Regions from separate parts of the Mus musculus genome. Here all the other regions are linked to region 3. The links are chromatin contacts, called in public Hi-C and HiChIP or PLAC-seq maps. All regions are on one chromosome and are shown on one strand. Each heading gives the region's core, a stretch centred on a gene start, on an enhancer-like site or on the middle of the called end of the contact. The rest is flanking DNA. Distances are from core to core; before and after follow the strand shown. Region 1 overlaps Gm51874 (a long non-coding RNA gene). Region 2 holds the start of Lrrc59 (leucine rich repeat containing 59). Region 3 holds the start of Xylt2 (xylosyltransferase II).

Region 1 (5,017 bases), core at 95-2,594, 43 kb after region 3:
GCAGTTAGCTATGCATCTATAGTGCATATGACACCATTGGATTGAGAACTGCCTGACCTTTCGTGATAACAAGGTGGAAAAGGCCCTCCATGAGACAGGTCAGCTGTCCTCCCGTGCAGTTTAACAGAGATTTGATAAGGGAACTACACCTTTAACCGGAAAAACGTATAAAGGCCGGCTGGGATGGTGGGAGCCTGCCTTTTTGTGTGTACCTAGAGAGAAACACAGCTGCTTTGAGATGAAGGTAAACGTCACACACAACAAAGAATGGAAGGCACCAGTGCAGAAAAGCCCAACAGTGCAGGAGAGTCCCCCATCTCTACACGATCAAGGGGCCCCTTGGAGATTAAGGTTGAACCATTTTGTCAGCCACACAGAAGGGCGGGATGATTCTAGCAGAGACAGTCCCTCTCCTGAGGGTGTTTAGATGTCTTCTGTTGTTTAAATAAATGTGGTTTGGGATTTTGTTGATGCAGATCAACACCTGTGTATGAATCAGCTAGATGGAGTCTACCCAGAATGCCTTGGGCTAGGCTGGAGAAACCACTTCCTGTGTAGTGGCTGGGGTGGTCACCCAAAGTCTCCTTGGACTCCAGAGGTGTAGCACATAAAACACTGTTGCTGTATATTTGAGCAAGTTTTATACCCCCCTCTGTGTGTGTGTGTACATATATGTGCATGTCCATGTATACTCCAGAACATGTGGAGGCCAGAGGTTGACTATTCATGGTTTTCTCCATCTTTCTCTGCCTTATCTTTTGAACCAAGATCTCTCGCTGAACCTGGAGCTCACTAGTTTGCCTGGCCAGGCTACACAGAGAAACCCTGTTTCTCTTTAACACTAGCACTCTAGGCATACATTGCTATACTTAGCTTTGTCTGTGGGGTCTGGAGATCCAGACACGGTTCCTCACGCTTGCGCAGCAAACACTACTAACTAAGCCACCACTCTCCAGTGTGCCCTGCGTTTCTTTTTTTTAGATTTTTTTTTTAAAGTACCAAGTCCCTGGAGCTACAGGCAGCTGTAAGCCACTCCAGAGTGCTGGGAACTGAACTCTAGTCTGCTCTTAACCACTGAGTCGTCTCTAGCTCACAGCCTCTCTCTCTCTCTCTCTCTCTCTCTCTCTCTCTCTCTCTCTCTGTGTGTGTGTGTGTGTGTGTGTGTGTGTCTTAAGAATTATTTCTTTTCTTTTTTGTTTTTTTGAGACAAGGTTTCTCTGTGTAGCCCTGGCTGTCCTGGAACTCACTCTGTAGACCAGGCTGGCCTCAAACTCAGTAATTCTGCCTCTGCCTCCCGAGTGCTGGGATTAAAGGCATGCGCCACCATGCCTGGCTTAAGGATTATTTCTTTTATTTTATATGTGTGAGTGTTTTGCCTGTGCATGTGTCTGTGCACCACATGTGTGCTTAGGGCCTGTGGAGGCCAGAAGGTGGTGCTGGATCCCCTGGAACTGGCTTTGAACTATTTATTGTGAGCTGCCACCAGGGTACTAGGATTCAAACCCAGGTCCTCTGGAAGAACAAGTGCTCTTAATGATCTCTCCAGCCTGTTTTCTCTCTCTTTATAGGACATGGTTTTTTCTTTCTTTCTTTTTCTTTAATTATTTATTTATTATATGTATATGAGTACACTGTAGCTGTCTTCAGACACACCAGAATCCATTACAGATGGTTGTGAGCCACCATGTGGTTGCTGGGAATTGAACTCAGGACCTCTGGAAGAGCAGTTAGTACTCTCAATCACTGAGCTATCTCTTCAGACCTGACACAGTTTTTCTTTGTAGCCCTGGCTGGTCTAGAACTTAGTGCAGCCTTGGAGTTGTACCCATCCTCTTGCCTCTGCCTCCTGAGTGCAGAGATCACAGGCACTGGCTACTGTGTATGCCCTGGCCTCCTCTCCTGAGGTTATCAGTTTAGGATCATTTTGATGGCTTCTGAAACTTTGAACATGGTGGTCAAGCTGTCCCTGTCATGAGGAAGGGCACTTGATCACATTGGCTCTTAAATCTAAAACCTTCCGTTTGGAGGTGTATTAATAACAAATGGAGCACAGGGGATTTTTAGAGTAGTGAACTATTCTGATAATATAATGGTACACACCTGTCTATTGTCAAAATCAGTAGACTATGCAGTGAGAAGAATGGATTCTGAGTAAAAGATTGACTTTTGGTGATAACAGCATATGAACACTGGATCAACTGTAACAAAGTCTCCACACCTGGCATATTTGGGAAACTCCTTGCCTAGGATATATGAGGCCCTGGGTTCAATCCCCATCGGTAAAATATCTATCTATTTAAATATATATTTATATACATTACACACACACACACACACATCACAAAGGCAAAATATTAATGACAGAGGAATATGTGTGTGAAGGTAAAGATGTTGGGGGAATTATCTTTTCTTGCCACTAAGTATTTCTGTGCCCTTCTCAAAAAATAGCATGTCTATTAGTGATTTGAAACATATTTGTGTAAGAACATCTTCCTAGTCTCCTCCAATTTATTATTTTCTTACATTTAGTAATATCTGTGTGTTCACACATGAATGTGCCGTGGCACGTGTATAAATACTGCTTTCCCTTCCACTTTCTGGAAATAGCTCTCCTCCTATCCATGTGGGTTCTAAGGATGGAACACAGACATGAAGGTGGGCGCCCTTACACTCTGAACCAAGTCTCTAGCTCTACAGCTATATATTTATACAAAGAAAACCCTCCACCATTCAGCACAGACGATATAAGGGACACTTCCACCACTGTTGAAATCCGTCATGTATACAGACCCACACCCTGGTCCCACACACTAGGAATCCTCCAAAGTTTACTCTGCCCTCATTTTCGCAGCTCCAATAATTCAATTATTTATTTTAGGAAGATGCCAGAGCCATATAGAGGAGCAGCTTCCCTGTGGTTCCCATTCCTGGGTCACCTTCTTCCCGGAGGAGGGAGAGGACATTCTTTGCCAAATAAGTCTTGGTTCCACTTGGAAGAGAGACCGTTTACAAACAGACAGCAGTCTGGGTGTTTCCTGGACTCCCACTCTTCTCAGATCTCAGCTGGAGTTCCTTTTCTTGGCGGTCTTTCTGCAGGAGTCTCCAGGTCACTTTCCAGGGCTCTCTCCTCCAGCTGGCAGCAGGGGGCTTGAGGCAAGGAGAGGTAGCCCGCCTCCCCCCTGCAGCTTTGCCTAGATGGATGGACGTGCCTTTTGTAGCCTGGCCTGGCACCTTGTTCCATTCCCCTCTTGGTGGACCTTCCTTCCTGCTGCAGGTTACCAAACAGGCCCAAAACTCAGCAACCTCTCTCCTATGTAACAGGGTTTTTTGTTTGTTTTGTTTTGTTTTGTTTTTGCTTTAAGATTTGTTTTTATGATTTTTAAATTTATATATACACACACATATATACATATATGTATAGATATATTTGTATGTGTGCATGCATGTCATGCACATGCAGTGTCCAAGGAAGCCAGAAGAGAGAGTTGGATACCCAAGGACTGAAGCCACAGGCACCATGAGCCACTGGACAGGGTGCTAAGAGCTGAATTGGGTTCCTCTGGAATAGCAGAACCACTCTTAACAGATGAGCTCTCTTCAGCTCCATAACCTCCTGTTTTAACAGCCACAGAGCTGTTTCGCTGCTCTGTCCATAGAAGTCAACCCGGCTTTTCATCCCAGTCACATAGTTACACGACCACCAAACAGTCCTCTTCCAGAAACACAGTGGGCAGAAGAGCAAGATCAATGACCAGAAGGGTCAGAAGCCATGACATAGTCCCATCCCATCCTGAATTCCCAAGAGTCACTTCCAGTTTGGAAATTGAGACCCAGAGACCATGTTCTTTCTCAGAAGTGCCAGGCATGGAGGTATTACCACTTATGGTCACTGCAGACTCAAGGGCACTTCCCCTCCACCACAGCCTGGGAGACCACAAGGCATCCCATCCCACTCTGAGTTCTGGAAGCAGGTCTCATGGCTCTTCCAACCCTGAATCTTCAAAGTCTTAGCTAACTTAGCTAAGTTGGGGACCTTAGCTCTGTGCCTCCAGTTCTCATCTGCAAAGGAGTCACAAGTCACACCGGTCACTGCAGGTTATGCACCGGAAGATGCCTGCTCAGAGCATGGCTTGGCCTCTGTTTTAATGCCAGCCACTGGCAATCAGTATTCTCGCTATATTCTTATTGGTTCTCAGGAACTCCTAGGAGCCTCACTGGACTGGGGAACAGGGAGGCCTGAGCTGCTCATCTGTGTACCTCAGAAGGTTGATACTCATGCCTAGGACAAGCACTTGACCCCTGAACTGTGTCCCAGCTGTACTAATCACTTGTCTATTGGAACAAAATATCTGACGAAAGCAACTTCAGGAAGGAAGGGTTTCTTTGGTTCATGGTTCGAGGGTACAGGCCGTCATGGTAGAGAAGGCATGGCAGGAGCTTGAGGCAGCCGACTGCGTGGCATCTGAAGTCAGGGAGCATCGAGAGGAGGCTGCTGCTCAGTTTGCCTTCCTCTTTCTAGTCAGGCCTGGACTCTACACATGGAATGGAGAAATCCAAATTTGGGGTGAACCTTCCAACCTCAGTTAATTCCATCTTCAAAACATGGCCAGAGACTTGTTTCTAAAGTGGTCCTAAATCCTGTCAAATTGACAAGATTAAACGTCACACCAGACCTCTTTTTTAAACTCCTGGTTTGGGTAGTACAGAAGGGGAGAAATACTCCTTAAAAAAAGATTTCAGTTTTGTCCTATATTCTAATGCATTAGCAGCACTTTTAGAAGGCTTTTAAAAAAATGAAAGAACTTATATAACCCAGGCTAGCCTTTAACCTCCTGCATAGATGAGGATGACACTCAATTTCTGACCGTCCTGCCTTCAGCTCCCGAATGCTGGGAATGCAGCCATGCACCACCATACCTGGTCTATGCCATGGATTTCATGCATGCTAGGCAAGTATTCTACCAACCAAGCTACATCCCCAGCCCCAAGTATGTGCTTTAAATATCACTACAGTTTT
Region 2 (4,860 bases), core at 883-3,382, 48 kb before region 3:
TGTGGACAATTATGCTTTACACAATATATCCACTCTAGCATTGCAATTTCCCTAAGTCTTAAAATCCCTTCATCAACACTAAGCCACGGAATATCAGGCATCTCCAAGTCATTTCCAGTAGGCCATCTTTTGATAAACACCTCAGCCAACCATTCAAACAAACTTTTGACACCTTTTTTAACTATGCGAGCTTCCGTATTAAACCTAGAATCTCTACTCAGAGGACCCATGTCAATAAACTCAGCCTGCTCTAGTTTTATGTTCCTTCCACCCTTATCCCACACCCTTAAAATCCATTCCCACACATATTCACCAGGTTTCTGCTTGAATGAATTAGCAAACTCATTAAGCTCCTTAGTAGTGTAGCGAATTTCCTCATGGACTATACTTTCTACCTCCCCTCTAGGAGCCTGTTTTGCTTTGAGTCTGGTTACAGGTCTAGAAGAAACTATTGGTGGGCCGTGAGCAGACTCTGCAAAATTAATTTCCTCATGTGGGGAAGGCATTATTTCAAGAGGTGGGGCTGAGGGTACTACTTCCTCAGGTGGGGCAAACCCTTGAGAATCTGAGGATTCAAAATTCTCAGCTTCAACATGGTCTTCCCACACATCCCCGTCCCATGTTGTAGGATCCCATTCTTTGCCAATTAGAGCCCTTACTTTAACTGTCGACACACTCTGAGGCTGAGACTTGAATTTTCTCTGTAGTTCAGCCAACCTTACAATGAGAGTTTCTGTTTGATTTTCTGCAACTTGAGCTCTATTGCTACAAGAGAGAAGATTCTCCTCAAGGACACACTTAGCAACTTTTAGATCGTTTACTTGTGTCTGGAGCCTTTCGATTTTATCACACAACTCCTTCCTTTCATTCATCATTTTTTCCACAGATACTAAGAGCAGCCAGCCAGTAAAATCATTTTTCGATTTTTTCCCCATCTTGTAGAAAGCTTTGTGCACTGAATCACCTAATTCATTAAGAAAATCAAGGGCATTAGCTTCTTTAAGTTCGGAATATAGTTTCAACCATGGGTCTTCAAAATTCTCTGAGCTCCCAGGAGGGAGAGAATCTGGAGAGGTTTCAATATTTGAAAGTGCTGGTGGATCAACAAGCCAATTCCAGTATTTTAAAAGATTCATCCTTGTACTTCTGTTACTCTAGAACCACTCCTGGTACCAACTTCTGTATTAGTCAGGGTTCTCTAGAGTCACAGAACTTATGGATAATCTCTAAATAGTAAAGGAATTTATTGATGACTTACAGTCGGCAGCCGAATTCCCAACAATTGTTCAGTCGCAGCTGTGAATGGAAGTCCAAGGATCTAGCAGTTACTCAGTCTCACGCAGCAAGCAGGCAAAGGAGCAAGAGCAAGAGCTAGACTCCCTTCTTCCAATGTCCTTATATTGTCTCCAGCAAAAGGTGTAGCCCAGATTAAAGGTGTGTTCCACCACACCTTTAATCCCAGATGAAAGGCATAGCCCAGATTAAAGGTGTGTTCCTTAACTCGGAGATTCAATCTTCTGGAATCCATAGCCACTATGGCTCAAGATCTTCAAACCAAGATCCAGATAAGGATCTCCAAGCCTCCAGATAAGGGTCACTGGTGAGCCTTCCAATTCCGGATTGTAGTTCATTCCAAATATTGTCAAGTTGACAACCAGGAATAGCCACTACAGACAGGTTCTTGCTATGTAGCCCTGCATGGCCTGGAACTTGTTATGTAGACCAGGCAGGCCTCTAATTGGTAGGGATCTTTCATGTGCTGAGATTAAAGGGCTGGAGAGAAGAGGGCTGAAGACTGAAGCCGAAAAGGAAGAGGAAGTTTACAGTAACCGTAAATTCGGAAGAAAGCTAGGAGAAATTTTGGAGGATACCCTCAGAGTTGGCTCCTATTTCAGAGTATAGGGATGATCTTATGAGGGATGCAAACACAGGTCATGGAAAGTGCAGTTTCTGTCCTTTCGGGCTCCAGATGCCTCCGGACTGCCACGTCTAGCAACTCAGCTCCTCCCGGCGGAGGTGGCGCCCCGCAGATGCAGTTTGCCAGCCTGGACGGCAGAGGGCGCGCCGGTACACGCTCGGGCCTCTCTGGCCCAGCCCATCTCAGTGGCCGCGGAAGGTGACGTGGACACGGAAGTGGTCGTCGTCGCGGCGGCACCGGTGGGAGCGGGGCCCTGGGCTGGGAGTGCGGCGGGCGAGCGGACGGGCGGCGGAGGCCTCGCAGCGGCGGCGGAGGCGACGGCGGCTTAAGGCGCAGGCGTGGTCCGTTGGGTGTGAGTCCGCCGAGCCCACGAGCGGCCCCTCATCCCTCTCTCCTGCCCGTCGGAAACCGGGAGCCAGGGACCCGCTTAGCCGGCGTCATCATGACCAAGGCCGGTAGCAAGGGCGGGAACCTCCGCGACAAGCTGGACGGCAATGAGCTGGACCTGAGCCTCAGCGACCTGAATGAAGTCCCCGTCAAGGAGCTGGTCAGTACGACCCCACGAGCCTCGGGAGCCCACCTACTCCTGACGCCGGCCCCACGCGGGCAGGCCCCTCTCTTAAGCCTCAGTTTCCCGTTCTTTAAAAAACTAGGTCTCCTGGGAGGCTGCGGTCGGTCCCAGTATTCTTATTGCGGTGCACACGTGTCACTTTGGCACAGTTCCAGGAGATAGGGTCGCTCTAGCTACCCGATCCTGGGCTTTTTCGGGGCCAGTAATGAATTTGTCCTGGTTTTGGGGAGCTCTCAACAAGGTCCGGCTTCGTGCTGGGCCTTAGAGTGGAAAGCCGCGGGAAGGGTTGCTGGATGTGTTTCGAGGATGAATGAATGACCGGGTCCCGGGAAGTAGGCCTCCAGATAGACCTGGGTGTGGCGCCGAACCCAGCTTTTTCCTGAGAAGCCTGCAATCCCAGCTGGCTTTCGCAGCTTGGGGGCGGCTCTCCTTGAAGAAAGTGAAATCTCTTTGCAGGACTGGCAAAGGTTCTCATCCCAGCTGCTCTGAAACTGTCCGGAATGGCGCCACACCCTCCATCTCCCTCCACTCCCAATCCCATTTGGAAGCCTGAGGCCCTAGGGACAGCACACACTTAATTTGCTGCCAACATAGAGCAACATCCTCGATCAGTGCTTACCCAGCTCTGCGCTCCCTAGCTCTAACGTCTCATGTTAGCTTCACTTTGGATGACCTACACTTTTCTTATTGCCATTAAGGGATTATACTTGGCCTTGGCAATTGGCCGAATCCCCACCCCCACCCCCTTTGTGGCTGTGTAGTATGGTGGTTTGAATGGCATGCCCAGTTCACTTCCCAGCTCCCGTTGCTCAATAGCTCGATGTCCTTGGCAAGCTAACCAGCCAACCTTTGTGTCTAGATTTCCTCATTTGTAAGATGGTGTTAATGGTTCTGGTCTCGTACACTTAGGGGGGTTAAAATCATAAGACAAGCCGGGCCTGGTGGGGACGCCTTTAATCCCAGAGCTCGGGAGGCAGAGGCAGGTGGATTTCTGAGTTTGAGGCCAGCCTGGTCTACAGAGTGAGTTCCAGGACAGCCAGGGCTATACAGAGAAACCCTGTCTAGAAAAACCAAAAAAAAAAAAAAAAAAAAATCATAAGACAAAGAATTGGAAGGTAGCTGGTGTTTTCCCTGCTCTGGTACCCGGAACTTCTTTACACGTAAAGTGGTCAGACGTACCTCTGAGATTTGGACCTGGGACCCTTGACTGCATGTCCACCGTCCTTCTCCAGAAGACGGCCACATGTACTTGAGCCTGGCCCGAGGAAAGCTATCTGGAACCCCTTCACCACAGGCATGTGGTCATTATAGTGCTGTCCTTGGGGTGAAGAAAGGGTCGGTTCTGCAGAGCCTCTCTAGTCCTGGACACCACTGAGAACTAGAGACGGGCTATGAGGGCCTTCTCTCTTGTTCTGTAGCCAGGGCCCTCCCCAGAGCAGGTACTCAGTACCAACACATGTTGGTGGTCAGAGACCTGAACAAATGAGTAAATTAAACCCCAGTGCTTTACTAGACCCAGTTCCTGCCCTGAAACCAAATAACGGGGCACTAGAGAAAACGTGAAGTGCCCAAGGAGCTTGAGAAGGTTGGGTTTCCTTGGACACTCTATAGTCAAGCTCCTCACCCCCACCCCCCAACCCCCCTTCCCAGTCTTCCCTATATCTTTGTTGACTGGCTTTTTTCTTAAACCCAAGAACATTATACTTTCGTGCCTTTCTTCCTCCTCAGGGCGTTATTGTGAAGCAGAAGTTAGATATGGTATCCTCTTGTCTTCTGAAAACTAGGGTCACAGCATGTGCCACCCTGCCCCCCCCCCCTTATTGTTTTTAAAGGCCTTTGCTAATTGTGGTAATTGTGGGAACATTCTCTGGAAAATGCTTCATTAGCAGATGTCACGGAATCATTCCAGGTGTTGGTTTGACATGTTTTTCTCATCTCTCTCTCTAGGCTGCACTTCCCAAGGCTACGGTATTGGATCTGTCCTGCAATAAACTGAGTACTCTTCCGGTAAGACTTGCACATTGCACTGGGTCCTGGAGCCCTGAACAGCCTTCCTGTGGCCAGGGCGAGGCTGGGCATAAGGTGTAATTTCAGGATAGGTCTACAGGGTCCAGCTGAATCTGAGGCTATCGGTGGGGACAGGTAGAGGAGGGTGACTTGCTCAGAGGTACATTCTTTAGAACAGCAGGAGAATCAGGCCATAGACAAGTGAAGCCAGCACAAGCTGGCTGAATCACTTGCTGGGCGCCTGGTTTTTTTTTTTTTCTTTTTTCTTTTAATCTTTTGAGAAAAGTAGTTTACTTCTCTTGCATAAGGGGGATAGAGACCATTGTGTCAGTTTGCTCTACATTCTGTGGGAAAGTGATCCCCC
Region 3 (5,100 bases), core at 886-3,385:
AGCCGTGTGCTGCCCGATGGACTGAATGAATGTATGTCCCAGGGTACACGGCCAAGACAATGTGTTATGTCCTGACAGCTCAGCGGGTATGGAGAAGTCCTGCACGTGTTCACAGGTACTGTTTCATCTGACAAAATCAGTGCTACTACTACCCCAAAAGGGAGAGTGACAGGAGGTGGTCAGCTTGATAGCAGAGCCAGGACAAGGCCTCATAGAGAGCGGTCTCATTTGCATGCTAACCTCCACAAGCACTACACTATCCTGCTTCACAACTCCAATCTGTTGGGGTGGCTGCCAGAACGCCACATTTTGGCCGCTAGGGACCTATCTCCATTCCGGTCTAGGATTCCTTTCTCAGCTTCAGCCAGGTGTGGTGTATGTGTGTGTGTGTCTGTATGTGTGTTGAGTGAAGGAAGATTCCAAATTCTCTTCCCTCTCTTCAGCCAGATGGGTGGGAAAGACTCTAAATTCCCTCACCTCTCTCTGGTTCTCCACCCCTGGCTGTGGGCAGAGCAGCAGGGGCTCAGCCCATTCATTGACTCAAACCACCAGCCACAATGGGCCATGTACTTAGGAGAAGACTCTCTGACATGCCCTTCCCCAGAGTCCTCATCAGCCTGACCCCTCACATAGATGAGGGTCAGAGGGCTCTTCTGCGGCCCACACCATCAGAGATGTCCCAGTTGCCCAAAGAACAAGCTCTTCCTACACAAGTCACAGCCAGCTTCCCCAGGACGGGCTTCGGCGCCTTCTGGAGTCGCTGACGGTCCCAAGTTCCTCCTCTCCTCACCCCCTCAGCATCTTGATTCTCCCCAAAACTGGAAGAGCAGCTCTTCTCCCAGTCTCCACACCAGGTCTTTGGGACTGACCAGGTGCAGGAAGGGAAGGCTTCTAGGCTCCATGCCTTCTTCACCCTACCAGGTAAAGCCCAAAAGGATGTGACAAGAGAGCCTCTGTCCCGAAGCCTTGGAGACACAGGGACAAGGGGGCGGGGGGCAGAAGCAAGAACCCCTAATCTCTGTCCACAGTTTAGGGCTTTGATTTGACTGACCCTCCCCACCTTTCCAGAACGGACCTAGACCCCACTGGACCCCTCCTAACCACACAACCAGGAGGGTGTGTCTGAGTCTGCAACTAAAAGCACCAGTGAAGAGAAAGCAGATCCCTGGGGTCAGGGTCTGGAGCTCACAGCTGCTCCTCCATTACCCCAGAGCCAGAGATGCCTCTTTCCTCCTTTGATGTCCTGAGGCCAACTCAACAGTTCACCTTCCATTCCCATCCCCTCCTGAAGATCCACCAGGGTTCTTCCCTGGCTGAGAAAGCCACGCCTTGAGAACACTTCAGTATTTTTTTTCCCTTGGGGTGACTCCTGTTCACTCTATTCCCGTGTATACACTTTGTCACAGGCCATAATTCCACCCCCTGAGCTCCACTTCACCACCAGTCGCTGCTTCTCAGGCGCAGCTCAACACGAATGCCCAGGGTCCCTTGGCCCCCACTCTTCCGCCCACAGCACGTACACCACCGCCCCCTCCCAACTTCAGAAAGTTTGGCCTGAGGCTCCCCACCTCCGAGCAGGCTGGGGCCCAGTCGCTCCTCCCAGCCCAGATCCCCGAGCCTGACCTTCATCGTTCCCCGGGACGGAGACCATCCCACCATGTCCCGCTCATCCCTTCGCGCCCCCCAGTTCGCCGGCCGCCTCGACCTCCGAGTCACGCACCGCTCCCTCACGCAGCCAGCCAGGCCCTCCAGTAAAGGGAGCGTTGGGGACCGGAGGCTGGGCTCCAGCAGGCTGCCTGCGCCTTGCTCGCACGCGGCCCGTGCCCCACTTGCCTGGCCGGGGCCGCCCGCAGCCCCGCCAGGACCCCGCGCGCCCCCGCGCCCGGCCTGCCCGCCCGCACGGCCGTCGGAGCACCTCGCCCGGCTCGTCCTCCTCCAGGCCGCTGAAGCTCCACACCACCAGGCCCTGCAGCAGCAGGATGGCCAGTGCGGTGGCGATCGCCAGCTTGTAGCGCCGCACCAGCTTCTGCACCCGCGCGCTCGCCACCATCTTCCTGCCCGGGACGCGGGGCGCGCGTCCGGCCCTGCAAACCGGCCGCGGGCGTGCGCACAGGCGCGGGGCCCCGGAGTCCCTCCTCACTCCGCCCAGATGGGCGGGCAAAGGGCGGGGCCCGAGGCCCCACCCTCTCGTGGGCTGGGCGTGGGGCAGTAGGCGGTCCGCTCGTTTCTGTCTCCAAGGTTTGAGTCTTGTGCTTGGGGTCTTTTCCACATCTCTATGAGTGTCTGCCTGTGGAAGAATCATTTCCTGACCGCAAAAGCATTGTCCCGGAGTGCGGAGGATCTGCGGCCTGACCGCTCTGGTGTCGCAGGGCATGGGGGGAGGGGGAGTCAGCTGGCCCCCACCCCTGGGAAATGCTGGCACTCTCAAGACGTGTGAGTACCACCTGCCCTGCCTAAAATCTGAAGGCCGCATCCCTGAAGACAAAGCATAGGCCCTTGACTGACTTCTGAGGCTCTTCACGAAATTGACTTGCCACTCTGCAACCTCTCATCCCAAGCATCCTCAGGCCTCTGCTGGTGTTGTGGCTCTCAACTTCTAGCTTACGTCAGAATCTCCTGGAAGATGATTTAAAAAACAGCGCCAGTTCTCACTCCTGGAGTTTAGAACCTCCGAGAATTAAATTTTTCAACAAGTTCCGCTGCTGCTGCTGCTCTGGGATCACGCTTGGAGACCCACCAGACCTTAGCATATGCTGTTTTCGCTCCACCCCATCAGTGACATCTTGGCTTGTGCCTCGCTAGCACAATTTAAGCATCTGGTGGTAATTTCTCTGCGAACGTGCCTCGTTCGCCATTGAAGCCTTGGCCCTCAGCTTTAAAGCTCAGTAAATGTTAGGAGAGTAGGGAGCTGAGAGAACCCACCTGGTTGACCATACTGCTTTCTGGCGTGTTCAAGAGCCGTGTCCAGTAAGGACTAAACACACCCGGGGCCTCACCTGATCCCAGCAGACCACGGTGGGCAGTGGAAGGAGGTAAGAAGGTGCCTGCCAGAGCAAGGTGACTAGAGGCAACAAAACCCACAGCAGAAACGCTTCACATTTTAAGTAAACAAACAAGCGAGCTATTTGATCCAGTTGCCTTGCTGTGCTACCTGGCCTGATCTGCCTTACACTAGGACTCTCACCAACTTGGTAAAGTATTTATTGTCTACAGTAGCTTTTAATTCTTGACTCTCCCATCATTACCTCCCAAGTGCAAAACAGAAGTTTGTCTTCGTTTGTCTGAGATAGTGTCTCGTGTATCCCAGGCCAGCAAAATACAGCTGAGGTTGACCTTGAACTTCTGATCTACCCGCCTCCACTTCCAGAGTGCTAGGATAACAGGCCCAAGGCATCATAAAGAATTTATACATCCGTGGAATGGAAGGGTGATAAGGTTATAAAGAAGATTTTGGAACCACTGTAAGAGATGGCTCAGTGAGGACCCAAGTTCAGTCCCCAGCACCTACATAAAAAGCCTGGAGTGGTAGTATTTTATTGTAAATCCAGCACTGGGGAGATAGATAGGTGTATCTTTGAGGCTGGCTGGCCAGCCAGCCTGGAGTTCATCTTAAAATCACAAAGTAGGTGGCCTCTGAGAAACAGACCTCTGATATGCATGCACAGCTGCACATAAGACCCCACCTCCACACACACATACATGAAAAAAAATCATATAAATTAAATTGAAAAAAATTTAAAAAACACAATCAATAGGTCTAGGAAAAGAGATTATATCCAAAGAAAAGGAAAGTCCAAAAATTTTAGAAACAAGCACGGCATGATGGTGAGTGCCTTTAATATAACCCAGCACTTAGGAGGCAGAGGCAGGAGGAACTCTGAGTTTGAGCCAAGGCTGGCTTACAAAGTGAGTTCCAGGACAGCTGGGGCTACAACAGAGAAATCCTGTCTCAAAAACAAAACAAACAAACAGACAAAAATAAACAAGGAAGTTAAAGACAAAAGGGAGAGTGGTTAAAGGGCAGACCAAAGAAAATGATGTAGCAGTGTAGTCATTTGATGGACCTCTGTAAACTTTCTCTAAGCCTCTCCCAGTTTGTGCCTTGTTAAAAAGGGAAATTGTAAACAATGTTTCAGATGACACTTTGGGTACTTAGGAGAATTTAAGCCTTCAAGGATTTGGAAAAACATCAGTTGACATGCCAACAATTGATATGTTAATTAAATATCGACCTGTGTGTACATTAAATCAGATCCTAGAGACTGCTACCTGCCGATACTTTTCCCCAGCGAGGAAAACAGCTTTCTTTCCCTTGATCATAGCAACAGTAGTCACAGGAGCTTTCACTGTCTAAGAATCACTTGCAACCCAGAGAGTAATTACCATTCAAATTATGCTATGCTGACTCTCTGTGAGCCTGCACGCATGGCTTTGTTTTTGTTGTATCTTCTCTGAAACAAAGTTTCACGAAGCCCAGGCTGACCTGTAACTATGTAGCCCAGGATATGTTGAACTTTTGATTCTTCAGCCTCCACCTCCCAAGTGCCAGAACTACAAATGTGCCATTTTACAAACAGGTTTCATTTTTACTCTTTGAAGGGATCATAATTTTATTGGGGGTTGGGGGTGTTTTTAAGCTATCATATTATAAACATTTTTTTTGCATTTTGCTTCTTTATTTAACATAAATACATAGAGATTCCCCCTAGTTGTGTAGAATAGGTTAACTAATTCATCTCTTTTAAAAAATAACTATTTATTTATTTAATGTATGTGAATACACTGTCACTGTCTTCAGACACACCCAAAGAGGGCATTGGATCCCCATTACAGTTGGTTGTGAGCCACCATGTGGTTGCTGGGAATTGAACTCAGAACCTCTAGAAGAGCAGCAGTGCTCTTAACCGCTGAGCCATTTCTCCAGCCCTCAGCCCTCAGTTCAATTCCCAGCACCCACATGGTGGCTCACAACCATCTGTAATGGGGATCCAACGCCCTCTTCAGGTGTGTCTGAAGACAGCGACAGTGTACCCACATACATGAAATAAATAAATAATCTTTAGATAGAAGAAGGAGGAGGAGAAGGAGGAGGGCATTATT

Evidence for each region. Hi-C and Micro-C count contacts between places; a contact is called where the count stands out from the background. HiChIP or PLAC-seq counts read pairs in DNA pulled down with a chosen protein or histone mark.
Region 1: a contact with region 3 is called in an H3K4me3 HiChIP or PLAC-seq map of the SCID.adh cell line, with 16 read pairs. The contact joins the enhancer-like site here to the promoter of Xylt2 in region 3. A contact is called at or near these places in 3 of 39 promoter capture datasets (liver and macrophages), 1 of 15 datasets of contacts at CTCF or cohesin (the NIH/3T3 cell line), 18 of 484 Hi-C or Micro-C datasets (the AML12 cell line, CD4 T cells, CD8 T cells and 10 more), 7 of 115 datasets of contacts at active chromatin or transcription factors (the SCID.adh cell line, Th17 cells, embryonic stem cells and 2 more) and 3 of 9 other capture datasets (adipose tissue, liver and pancreatic islet).
Region 2: a Hi-C map of megakaryocyte-erythroid progenitors shows a contact between it and region 3, with 3 times the contacts expected there. The contact joins the promoter of Lrrc59 here to the promoter of Xylt2 in region 3. A contact is called at or near these places in 15 of 39 promoter capture datasets (cranial neural crest, embryonic stem cells, frontonasal cranial neural crest and 9 more), 1 of 15 datasets of contacts at CTCF or cohesin (embryonic stem cells), 17 of 484 Hi-C or Micro-C datasets (the AML12 cell line, CD4 T cells, CD8 T cells and 12 more), 12 of 115 datasets of contacts at active chromatin or transcription factors (the 230-238 cell line, the HPC-7 cell line, the SCID.adh cell line and 5 more) and 4 of 9 other capture datasets (adipose tissue, embryonic tail, liver and 1 more).

Annotation. Positions count from the first base shown.
Region 1 is chr11:94,718,922-94,723,938 of GRCm38.p6, forward strand. It overlaps Gm51874 (a long non-coding RNA gene), which reads left to right. Exons shown (of 2, transcript XR_003949593.1): 2 at 2,879-5,017. Among named protein-coding and RNA genes, the nearest start is that of Gm51874, 4.2 kb to the left of the region's middle. Within about 2 kb of position 1,345, at least 1 of the 459 cell types and tissues checked has an H3K27ac peak or open chromatin away from gene starts, as enhancers often do. A contact at or near this core is called in the SCID.adh cell line, where this site is marked.
Region 2 is chr11:94,627,645-94,632,504 of GRCm38.p6, forward strand. It overlaps Lrrc59 (leucine rich repeat containing 59), which reads left to right and starts at 2,133. Exons shown (of 7, transcript NM_133807.2): 1 at 2,133-2,465; 2 at 4,437-4,496. The coding sequence starts at 2,361.
Region 3 is chr11:94,675,358-94,680,457 of GRCm38.p6, forward strand. Xylt2 (xylosyltransferase II) reads right to left here and starts at 2,136. Exons shown (of 11, transcript NM_145828.3): 1 at 1,916-2,136. The coding sequence starts at 2,050.